2 separate regions of the Pan troglodytes genome follow, and region 1 is linked to region 2. The links are chromatin contacts, called in public HiChIP or PLAC-seq maps. All regions are on one chromosome and are shown on one strand. The core of a region is the stretch at or near the end of the contact, and the rest is flanking DNA. Distances in the headings are between cores, read along the strand shown.

Region 1 (6,060 bases), core at 3,414-5,913, 100 kb after region 2:
TGAAGGAACATGTTCCAAATTAAAAGCCATTCCTTCCCAACTTTCCCAGGTAGGCAGGACCCAGCTGAGGGGCTCAGATCCTAGGCTTTCTCCTTCAGGACATGGTTTCTGTCAGGCTCCACAAGTTCTACCTCAGTTTCCCTGGATTTTAGCAGAATATTGATTTTTCCTTCCTGTTGGAATTGGATGGATGGGCTGGGCTTACCTGGAACCTAAGGGTCTAACCAAGGGAGGGGACAGAGTGGGCCGCCTTGGAAGTCAGGGTGACCCCCAGGGACTTGGCTACCTGAAGTGTCCCACATGTTGAGCTCAATGCGGCGCTTGTCGATCTCAAAGCTCGCGGTGTAGTTCTCAAACACGGTGGGGACATAACTCTGCAGACACGGATGGATCCAGATGAGATCATCTCTCCAAGTCCTCACCCCAGATAAATGCCCTCCTCACTCCCACACCCCGTCCAGCCCAGCCCCTGGACACAAGTTGGTCTGGGATTGGGCAAAGGGGAGATCCCGGGAGCTCCTGCCCCCCCCCCCCCGCCCCCGCAGAATCTCTGCTAAGCTCCCAGACCTCCTCCTGTTCCCTTCTGGTCCCTTCAGCCCCCTAGTTCTTCCCCTCTCCATTGCCCAGGACCTCCGACATTCCCCTCGCCCTCCCTCCCGGATGCTCTGGTTCTCCCAAACCCCATCTATCTCACCCTGCTCCCTAATTCCTCCCACCCCAATCCTCTGCAGTCCTTCCTGAGCCCTCAAGGCCTCCCCGCGTCCTCCGACCCCCTGTCTCTTGTCCCTGGTTACCCGAGTACCCATTCCCATCCGTCGCCAGGGCCCCTGTCACCCACCCCCCAGCAGCCTTAGCGTCCCCCTCCCAAGACGCAGGTCCCTCACCCCGGGATAGGCGTCCTTGGCGAACACCTGCAGCAGCGCCGTCTTGCCGCACTCTGCGTCTCCCACCACCACGATCTTGCAGCGGCCGCTCTGCCCCTCCATGGTCCCGGCTACGCGCCGGTCCCCCACGCCACCCCTCTCCCGGGCCCCGCCGCCGCCTCTGCCGCCGCCTCCCCCGCCGCTGCAACTGCAGCCGCTCGGGCCGCCAACACCGGCATCTCGCGGGCCCGCGCCGAGCCCCCGCCCCGGGTCCGCGGCCCCCCCTCCGCCCCGCCCCCAGCCAGGCGGCCGCGCCCCCCGGCCCCGCCTCCCACCCCCGCAGCCGGGGGGCGGGGCCCAGAAGATCTGGGCGGAGCCCTGGGAACAGAGGCCCCAGAGCCGGGGTCCAGTCCGCCGGTGTGGTCTGAGGGGCCCCTGCCGGTTTGGGACAGGCCGAACTGGGCTTATTTGACTTTCTCGGATATAAGGGCAGGGCAGAGTTCAAGCGAAGTTCTTAGGGGTAGAATATGAGCGGCACAAGCGCGAAGCTCGGGCCTGCTGTGTACCCACGCGTGCACGCAGGTGTACCAGTGCGGACAAGAGCTGGGGCAGCCATCCACTTCCTGAACACGGCGGGAGAGAGATGCTAAGGGGAAGGAGGGAGCCTTTTTGGTTTTCTCTCCCGCCTCCGCCCATGGCAGGGGGTCTTGGGGAAATGGGAGGGTGAACCCCAGCACACCCACCCGGACGGTGGTGACATCATAGCTTTCCGTCCCCATGGCAACGGGCAGCCGGGTCTCCGGTTGCATTGACTTAACAGCGGGCCTAGACTAGCAGAGAAGCGTGGACTGAGTTCCTCCAGCCAAGCACTGGGTGGAAAGTTTTCGGGGAGCTGCGTCCTCTGGTGGATGCTTGGGGACAAGGAGATAAGGAAGAGAAAGAACCAACCGCCAGAGTTGCTCTGCTGGAGCCAGAGCTAAACCCAAAAGTCAGGCTTGATTAAGAGTCTAACAATAGGCCGGGCGCGGTGGCTCACGCCTGTAATACCAGCACTTTGGGAGGCCGAGGCGGGCGGATCAAGAGGTCAGGAGATCGAGACTATCATCCTGGCTAACACGGTGAAACCCGCACGGTGGGCGCCTGTAATCCCAGCTACTCGAGAGGCTGAGGCAGGAGAATGGCGTGAACCCGGGAGGCGGAGCTTGCAGTAAGCCGAGATCGTGCCGCTGCACTTCAGCCTGAGCGATAGAGCAATACTCCGTCTCAAAAAAAAAAAAAAAAAAAAAAAAGTCTAGCAATAATCAAACCACTGATACGTATTTGCATGGCATCTTTTACCCTTTTTTTTTTTTTTTTTTTTGAGGCGGAGTCTCGCTCTGTCGGGCAGGCTGGAGTGCAGTGGCGCCATCTCAGTGCACTGCAACCTCCGCCTCCCGGGTTCAACCGATTCTCCTGCCTCAGCCTCCCAAGTAGCTGGGATTACAGACGTGCGCCACCACGCCCAGCTAATTTTTGTATTTTTAGTAGAGACGGGGTTTCATCATGTTGGCCAGGTTGGTCTCAAACTCCTGACCTCAGGTATCGACCCGCCTCGGCCTTCCAAAGTGCTGGGATTACAGGCGTGAGCCACCGTGCCCGGCCATCTTTTACCTTTTAAAAGTGCTTTTTTTGGCCAGGCACGGTGGCTCACGCCTGTAATCCCAGCACTTTGGGAGGCCGAGGCGGGTGGATATCTGAGGTCAGGAGTTTGAGACCAGCCTGGCCAACATGGGGAAACCCCATCTCCACTAAAAATACAAAAAGTAGCCGGGCGTGGTGGCGCGTGCCCGTAGTCCCAGCTACTCGGGAGGCTGAGGCAGGAGAATCGCTTGAACCCGGGAGGTGGAGGTGGCAGTGAGCCGAGATTGCCTCACTGCACTCCAGCTTGGGCAATAGAGTTTCGAAAAAAAAAAAAAGTGCTTTTTTATATCGAGGCAATTCGAGTCAATAATATATGCTGCAAATAATTCTGTAAAGATAACTAGAAGCTGGGCGCGGTGGCTCACGCCTGTAAACTCAGCACTTTGGGAGGCCAAGGCTTGCTTGCGTGCAGGAGTTTGAGGCCATCCTGGGCAACATTAGCGAGACCCTCTCTCTAGAAAAAAAAATCAAAACTTAGCTAGGTTTGGCCACTCTAGGCACGCTGCCTATGGGGTAGCCCTGCTCTGCAAAGAGCAGTAAAACATAAAGTTAGCCGGGCGTGGTGACACATGCCTGTGGTCCCAGCTCTTCAGGAGGCTGAGGTGGGAGGATTGCTTGAAGCCGGGAGTTTGAGGCTGTAGGGAGCTGTGATCGCCCCACCTCGCTCAGCCTGGGTGACAGAGTGAGACCCTGTATCAAAAAAATAAAAATATAAATATAACTAGAGCACGCAGCATCATCACTATGTTACAGAAGGGAAAATGAGGAACAGAACGTTAACACCAAAGTCAGAAAGTTTTAAAGGCTTGGTCTCCATGCTTCTACTTTGCCACTGCAAGACCACAGTGAATTAAGTCTCATCCCTGCCTGGGTTACATAAAGGTAGAGTCAGAGCCTGAGACACAATGTAGTTGGACTCCAGTCCACAGGTGGCTGACTCCAAATCTGATATGAGTTAACTCCAAATCTGATGTAAGTTCAAGTTTTGGGACTGTTCCTTAACTTTTTTTTTTTTTTTTTTTTTTTTTTTGAGACGGAGTCTCGCTCTGTAGCCCAGGCTGGAGTGCAGTGGCGCGATCTCGACTCACTGCAAGCTCTGCCTCCTGGGTTCATGCCATTCTCCTGCCTCAGCCTCCCAGGTAGCTGGGACTACAGGCGCCTGCCACCACGCCTGGCTAATTTTTTGTATTTTTTAGTAGAGACGGGGTTTCACCGTGTTAGCCAGGTGAATCTCCTGACCTCGTAATCTGCCCGCCTCGGCCTCCCAAAGTGCTGGGATTACAGGCGTGAGACACCGTGCCCAGCCTTTTTTTTTTTCGAGATGGAGTCTCCCTCTGTAGCCCAGGCTGGAGTGCAGCGGCACGATCTTGGCTAACTGCAACCTCCGCCTCCTTGGTTCAAGCAATTCTCCAGCCTCCGCCTCCCTAGTAGCTGGGACTATAGGCACCTGCCACCATGCCTGGCTAATTTTTGTAGTTTTAGTAGAGCTGGGGTTTCACCATACTGGTCAGGCTGGTCTCGAATTCCTGACCTCAGGTGATCCACCCACCCGCCTCGGCCTCCCAAAGTGTTGGGATTACAGGCGTGAGCCACGCCCCCCAGCCCTTTTTTTTTTTTTTTTTTTTAACAGGGTCTCACTCTGTTGCCCAGACTGGAGTGTAGTGGCGCGATCTCGGCTCACCTCCGCCTCCCAGGCTCAAGCGATTCCTCTGCCTCAGCCTCCCAAGTAGCTGAGATTACAGGCGCGCGCCACTACCGCCCGGCTAACTTTTTTATTTTTAGTAAAGACGGGGGTTTCACCATTTTGGCCAGGCTGGTCTTGAACTCTGACCTCAAATGATCCACCAGCCTCGGCCTCCCAAAGTGCTGGGATTACAGGCGTGAGCCACCGCGCCAGGCCTATCCCTTAAAATAGTTTTTAATTTGAATAAGGTTTACTATGAATAAATAAATCACAGTCGGCTTGATCCCAAGAGCACAGACGTTCCTGGTGCCCCTTTTCGTGCTCTCCCAGCTTGCGCCACTATGGCCCTGGCCCTTTAAGGCTGAGCGCGAGGCCCCGCCTCGCCCGGCGCCCCGCCCCTCCCGCTGGATCCCGCAGCCGCGGCTCTTCCCGACTCGTTCCGCCTTCCCCAGCTGTGCACTCTACATCCAGCTGTGCGCTCTCGTCGGGAGTCCCAGCCATGTCCTCCGAGAGAGAGGTAGCCGAGGCAGCGACCGGGGAAGACGCCTCTTCGCCGCCTCCGAAAACCGAGGCAGCGAGCGACCCCCAGCAGCCCGCGGCCTCCGAAGGGGCCGCAGCCACCGCCGCCTCGCCGCCACTGCTGCGCTGCCTAGTGCTCACCGGCTTTGGAGGCTACGACAAGGTGAAGCTGCAGAGCCGGCCGGCAGCGCCCCCGGCCCCTGGGCCCGGCCAGCTGACGCTGCGTCTGCGGGCCTGCGGGCTCAACTTCGCAGACCTCATGGCTAGGCAGGGGCTGTACGACCGTCTCCCGCCGCTGCCTGTCACTCCGGGCATGGAGGGCGCGGGTGTTGTGATCGCAGTGGGCGAGGGAGTCAGCGACCGCAAGGTGAGCGGGTTGCGTAGGGCAGGGCAGGGCTGCGCAGGCCACTGGGCAGTGGGGCACGAGTGGGCGGGCGCCGGGGGTGTGGCAGGGCGGGAGAAACTGGCGCGGACCTGGGTGCACGAGCGTGGAAAGCGTAGCCAAGGAACTTGTGTTTGGGGGCTCCTGGAGAGCGGCATTTATGTGGGGAGGGGAGACGAAATTATCGCCCCTTCCCCAACCATTTTTAGTTGTGGCCGCCGCCCAGAAGCTGTGTTGGTGGGGGGGGAAAACAATAAGGTGCCCATGCGCATGCGCACAACCACACTACCGTCCCCACCCACCCCCCCCCCCCCATTAAAACCACACCTGTACCCCTACCCACCAAACACTCTCTGGGTAGTTGTGGTCTGTGATTATGAGTGACGGTTAGTGCCCCCTTTCCCCGAGGGAGCTTGAGGGGCTATGTCGTCGGGGTTGGGCGGGGGCACAGCGGCCGTGCCAGAGTCCTGGTCACATGCAGCCCCGTGGTCTGTGGGGGTGTGAGGCGGCCCCTCCCAAAGCAAGGCCAAAGAGACGAGACACGCCCATCACGGAGGAGAGAGAGCCTTTGCTACCCCACCGCCACCAGCCTTACACGCCGATCTGATTTTGGGGTGGGGGAGGCGGGATTGGGTCATCCGATCTTTGTCTTGGGCTCTGTGTCTCCCGTGACTGCAGTATCTCCTCCTCCTGTGACTCAGCCCTCAGCCATCGGGCCACGACCCGGGGCTGCCCTTGGGAATGCCTGGGGCGGGGAGTGGAAGGGGGGACCCACCTCTGCCTTCCTCCTGCAGAGGACCCCCAGTTCAGAAACCCCGGTGCCAGGGGTTTGGACTGGAACGGAGAGGTGTGGCGCCTTGAACTGGTTGGCCAAGTCTGCAGGCCTGTTTCTCCTTCTCATTTATCATTAATCTTGGCCACAACCCTGGACA
Region 2 (6,012 bases), core at 1,709-4,208:
GCAGGGCGGCTGGGGCCCGGTGAGAATTCAAGCGGGGTGCAGGCGGGCCGGCAGTGCTGGGGGACCCGGCGCACCCTCTGCAGCTGCTGGCCCGGGTGCTAGGCCCCTGACTGCCCGGGGGCCGGGGGTGCGGGGCCCGCTGAGCCCGCGCCCACCCGGAACTCGCGCTGGCTGGCGAGCGCTGCGCGCAGCCCCGGTTCCCACACCCGCCTCTCCCTCCACACTTCTCCGCAAGCAGAGGGAGCCGGCTCTGGCCTCGGCCAGCCCAGAGAGGGGGCCCCCACAGCGCAGTGGCGGGCTGAAGGGCTCCTCCAGCATGGCCAGAATGGACGCCAAGGCCGAGGAGGCGCCGAGAGCGAGCGAGGGCTGCTAGCACGTTGTCACCTCGCATTCTGAACCACAGACTCTCCAACTCTCCGGCGCTTTTCGCCCACTCGGTCCCTCAGAACACGAAGGGCTCTCTCATCCTGTCACTAAAACGATTAGCTGTCCGGAGACACGGAAAAAGTCGCCCCTCTTCTTTGCAGGATTCCTCCCTTGAACTTCTCCAAACCCTCTTAGTGTGACGTGACCCCACCCCTAGCTAACCCAGGCTGCTTCCTTACCAGCTTCCCGCCCCCTGGGGAGGCGGCAATGCAAAGACCGTCCGCTGCCAGCTCTGCCGCTATCTCTGTGGGGTGAATCTAACATGGCGGATAAAGACAGTAACTAGTCCCGTTTCTCCGCGTTTTCGCCAAGAAGATTGGCTCTTACCACTTGTCCCTCAAAACGACCACCCCATTGACTGGTGGCGATTGCGTCGACGGAGACGGGGCAAAAGCAAGCTGAACCCGAAAAATAACAAACACTGGGGCTGAGAGGCGGAACTACGAGTGCGCAGACATGGGCCAGAGCGGATTTCCCCTGCCCCAGGCAAATTCGGCGCTCACTGCATCCCCGCAGGCCACTGACCTTAGAGGACTACTTGCCCCAGACTCCTGGGGCTGGATGGGAATTGTAGTCTCCCTAAAGAGTTGTAGTTATCTTTTTTAGGCCTAGTTTCTGCTTTCAAAATACGAAAACATAACAACACTCCAGTCCATAACTGTTGACAAGTACAAGCGCGCACAGGTCTCCAATCTATCCACTGGATTTCCGTGAGAATTGTGCCCGCTTTGGTATTGGATGTTCCTCTCCATAAGACTACAGTTTCTAAGGAACACTGTGGCGAAGACCTTTCATTCCGCAACGCAGGCTGGAAATAATTATTTCCCTCCACCCCCCCAACAATCCTTATTCCTTATATTTACCTAAACTGGAGACCTCCATTAGGGCGGAAAGAGTGGGGGATTGGGACCTCTTCTTACGACTGCTTTGGACAATAGGTAGCGATTCTGACCTTCGTACAGCAATTACTGTGATGCAATAAGCCGCAACTGGAAGAGTAGAGGCTAGAGGGCAGGCACTTTATGGCAAACTCAGGTAGAATTCTTCCTCTTCCGTCTCTTTCCTTTTACGTCATCCGGGGGCAGACTGGGTGGCCAATCCAGAGCCCCGAGAGACGCTTGGCTCTTTCTGTCCCTCCCATCCTCTGATTGTACCTTGATTTCGTATTCTGAGAGGCTGCTGCTTAGCGGTAGCCCCTTGGTTTCCGTGGCAACGGAAAAGCGCGGGAATTACAGATAAATTAAAACTGCGACTGCGCGGCGTGAGCTCGCTGAGACTTCCTGGACGGGGGACAGGCTGTGGGGTTTCTCAGATAACTGGGCCCCTGAGCTCAGGAGGCCTTCACCCTCTGCTCTGGGTAAAGGTAGTAGAGTCCCGGGAAAGGGACAGGGGGCCCAAGTGATGCTCTGGGGGACTGGCGTGGGAGAGTGGATTTCCGAAGCTGACAGATGGGTATTCTTTGAGGGGGGGTAGGGGCGGAACCTGAGAGGCGTAAGGCGTTGTGAACCCTGGGGAGGGGGGCAATTTGTAGGTCGCGAGGGAAGCGCTGAGGATCAGGAAGGGGGCACGGAGTGTCCGTGGGGGAATCCTCGTGATAGGAACTGGAATATGCCTTGAGGGGGACACCATGTCTTTAAAAACGTCGGCTGGTTACGAGGTCAGGAGTTCCAGACCAGCCTGACCAACGTGGTGAAACTCCGTCTCTACTAAAAATACAAAAATAAGCCGGGCGTGGTGCCGCTCCAGCTACTCGGGAGGCTGAGGCAGGAGAATCGCTAGAACCCGGGAGGCGGAGGTTGCAGTGAGCCGAGATCGCGCCATTGCACTCCAGCCTGGGCGACAGAGCGAGACTGTCTCAAAAAAAAAAAAAAAAAAAAAAAACACCGGCTGGTATGTATGAGAGGATGGGACCTTGTGGAAGAAGAGGTGCCAGGAATATGTCTGGGAAGGGGAGGAGACAGGATTTTGTGGGAGGGAGAACTTAAGAACTGGATCCATTTGCGCCATTGAGAAAGCGCAAGAGGGAAGTAGAAGAGCGTCGGTAGTAACAGATGCTGCCGGCAGGGATGTGCTTGAGGAGGATCCAGAGATGAGAGCAGGTCACTGGGAAAGGTTAGGGGCGGGGAGGCCTTGATTGGTGTTGGTTTGGTCGTTGTTGATTTTGGTTTTATGCAAGAAAAAGAAAACAACCAGAAACATTGGAGAAAGCTAAGGCTACCACCACCTACCCGGTCAGTCACTCCTCTGTAGCTTTCTCTTTCTTGGAGAAAGGAAAAGACCCAAGGGGTTGGCAGCGATATGTGAAAAAATTCAGAATTTATGTTGTCTAATTACAAAAAGCAACTTCTAGAATCTTTAAAAATAAAGGACGTTGTCATTAGTTCTTTGGTTTGTATTATTCTAAAACCTTCCAAATCTTAAATTTACTTTATTTTAAAATGATAAAATGAAGTTGTCATTTTATAAACCTTTTAAAAAGATATATATATATATGTTTTTCTAATGTGTTAAAGTTCATTGGAACAGAAAGAAATGGATTTATCTGCTCTTCGCGTTGAAGAAGTACAAAATGTCCTTAATGCTATGCAGAAAATCTTAGAGTGTCCCATCTGGTAAGTCAGCACAAGAGAGTATTAATTTGGGATTCCTATATGATTATCTCCTATGCAAATGAACAGAATTGACCTTACATACTAGGGAAGAAAAGACATGTCTAGTAAGATTAGGCTATTGTAATTGCTGATTTTCTTAACTGAAGAACTTTAAAAATATAGAAAATGATTCCTTGTTCTCCATCCACTCTGCCTCTCCCACTCCTCTCCTTTTCAACACAAATCCTGTGGTCCGGGAAAGACAGGGACTCTGTCTTGATTGGTTCTGCACTGGGGCAGGAATCTAGTTTAGATTAACTGGCATTTTGGCTTTTCTTCCAGCTCTAAAACAAGCTCCATCACTTGAAATGGCAAAATAAAATCATGGATGAAGCCGAGGGCGGTGGCTTACGCCTGTAATCCCAGCACTTTGGGAGGCCAAGGTGGTAGGATCACGAGGTCAGGAGATGGAGACCATCCTGGCCAACATGGTGAAACCCCCTCTCCACTAAAAATACAAAAATTAGCTGGGCATAGTGGCATGTGCCTGTAATCCCAGCTACTCAGGAGGCTGGGGCAGGAGAATCACTTGAACCAGGAGGCGGATGTTGCTGTGAGCCAATATGGCACCACTGAACTCCAGCGACAGAGCTAAACTCCATCTCAAAAAAAAAAAAAAACATGGATGATCCGTGTCATTGAGAGGATAGGTATTTGGAAGAACCTTTGTTTGAAACTGGCTGTGTACATACAATGAAATTACATACTTATTTACATACAATGAAATGCAGAGGTTTTTTTTTTATATAGGATCTCTGTCGAGAGGCTGGAGTGCAGTGGTGCTGTCACAGCTCACTGCAGCCTCAACCTCGTCAGGCTCAAGCAATCCTCCCACCTCAGCCTCCAGAGTAGCAGGGACGATAGGTGTGCACCACCATGCCCAGCTAATTTTTGTATTTTTTTTTTCTTTTTTTGAGATGGAGTCTTGCTCTGTTGCCCAGGCTGGAGTGCAGTGGCGCGATCTCAGCTCACTGCAAACTCTGCCTCCCGGGTTCATGCCATTCTTCTGCCTGAGCGTCCTGAATAGCTGGGACTACAAGCACCCACTACCACGCCTGGCTAATTTTTTGTATTTTTTTTTTTTTTTTTAGTAGAGGCGGGATTTCACCGTGTTAGCCAGGATAGTCTTGATCTCCTGACCTTGTGATCCACCCGTCTGGGCCTCCCAAAGTGCTGGGATTACAGGCATAAGCCACTGCGTCCGGCCATTTTTGTATTTTTCTTTTGTAGAGATAGGGTTTTGCTATGTTGGCCATGCTGGTCTCAAACTCCTGACCTCAAGTGATCTACCCTCCCTTGGCCTCTCAAGGTGCTGGGATTACAGGCCTGAGCCATTGCACCCAGCCATGGTCTAAAAATCTTGATTGAAATACCACCTTTTCATTACCAGACACCCCTATTTAAAATTACCACACCCCCAGCACACACTTTATCTTCTATTCCTGCTGCTTCTCCATAACACTGATTACTAGCTGACATTCTATGTAATGTATCCATTTTTTATCTCTAGTCCCACAGAATGTAAACTCCAGGATGGGAGAGATTTTTGTTTTGTTTACGTACATCTGTATGTTCAGTAGTTAGAACGGTACTTGGGACCTAGTTGCCACTCAATAAACATTTGTCAAATAAATAATAAACTAAACTAAATTAGTTCTTTAATTTTTTTAAATATGGTGATGGTTAGTAGTGAGTAACATTCAAAAAATAAGTTGAAAAGTTGTACCATTGCCTCTTACCCACAATAAAAAAGGGTAAATTCTTTTGGGCTTTATGAAAGTTGTTTTTCATATTTGAAGTCAAGTTAATCAGATTAAGGAAAATGTATGTTGTGTTTTCAGAGCGATACAAGATTTATAAATAACCATCCTCTCCCTTGCCCTTCAACATTATAGCTAAACAAAAATAAGAGGAAAACAAGATTCACAATTTATCAATTTATTGAAAATCAGAGCCAGAGAAGCAGGAAATGACATTGTAGGAAAAAACTGCTTTTGAAAAAGCACAAAACTTACTCATGACAATCAGTGATCAGGAAAATCCTCAATAGTGTGGCATTTGGATACATTTATGTTTCATTTCCATGGGAGAGAGTCATAAAAATAGGATGTTCTTTCTCATTCTGGCAAATTAAACCATCAATTAAAAACTCAGATACATAAAAATTAAAGATGTAAGAATGAAAATGCTAAATTGTTATTTTCAGTCAACTATTATGTTTTCTAGCTTTTCATTGCTTTTTTCTGTTTCCTGTTAGATTAATTTCTTTCTTTTTTTTTTTTTTTTTTTTTTTGAGACAGACTTTCGCTCTTGTTGCCCAGGCTGGAGTGCAGTGGCACGATCTTGGCTCACTGCCAGCTCCGCCTCCCGGGTTCAGGCCATTCTCCTGCCTCAGCCTCCCGAGTAGCTGGGACTACAGACGCCCACCACTATGCCCGGCTAATTTTTTGTATTTTTAGTAGAGACGGGGTTTCACCATGTTAGCCAAGATGGTCTCGATCTCCTGACCTTGTGATACACCCGCCTCAGCCTTCCAAAGTGCTGGGATTACAGTCCTGAGCCACTGCGCCCGGCCTGGACCTTTTTTTGCGGGGGGGGGGATGGAGTCTGGCTCTGTCGCCCAGGCTGGAGTGCAGTGGCGCCATCTTGGCTCACTGCAACCTCCGCCTGCCAGGTTCAAGTTCAAGCGCTTCTCCTGCCTCAGCCTCCTGAGTAGCTGGGATTATAGGCGCACGCCACCGTGGCCGGCTAATTTTGTATTTTTAGTAGAGATAGGGTTTCATCACGTTGGTCAGGCTGGTCTTGAAGTCCTGATCTCGTGATCCACCCGCCTCGGCCTTCCAAAGTGCTGGCGTGAGCCACTGCGCCTGGCTTAAGATTAATTTTTGTTTGTTTTGTTTTTGAGACAGAGTCTCGCTCTTTCACCCAGGCCGGA

Evidence for each region. HiChIP or PLAC-seq counts read pairs in DNA pulled down with a chosen protein or histone mark.
Region 1: an H3K4me3 HiChIP or PLAC-seq map of stem cell-derived excitatory neurons shows a contact between it and region 2, with 7 times the contacts expected there. The contact joins the promoter of VAT1 here to the promoter of BRCA1 in region 2. A contact is called at or near these places in 1 of 7 Hi-C or Micro-C datasets (stem cell-derived neural progenitor cells) and 1 of 1 datasets of contacts at active chromatin or transcription factors (stem cell-derived excitatory neurons).

The regions. Positions count from the first base shown.
Region 1 is chr19:25,124,421-25,130,480 of NHGRI_mPanTro3-v2.0_pri, forward strand. VAT1 (vesicle amine transport 1) reads left to right here and starts at 4,664. Exons shown (of 6, transcript NM_001280091.1): 1 at 4,664-5,113. The coding sequence starts at 4,727. RND2 (Rho family GTPase 2) reads right to left here and starts at 1,087. Exons shown (of 6, transcript XM_054671453.2): 1 at 885-1,087; 2 at 287-374. The coding sequence starts at 986.
Region 2 is chr19:25,024,332-25,030,343 of NHGRI_mPanTro3-v2.0_pri, forward strand. BRCA1 (BRCA1 DNA repair associated) reads left to right here and starts at 2,959. Exons shown (of 22, transcript NM_001045493.1): 1 at 2,959-3,038. The coding sequence starts at 2,959. It overlaps NBR1 (NBR1 autophagy cargo receptor), which reads right to left and starts at 1,596. Exons shown (of 20, transcript XM_063798537.1): 1 at 1,290-1,596.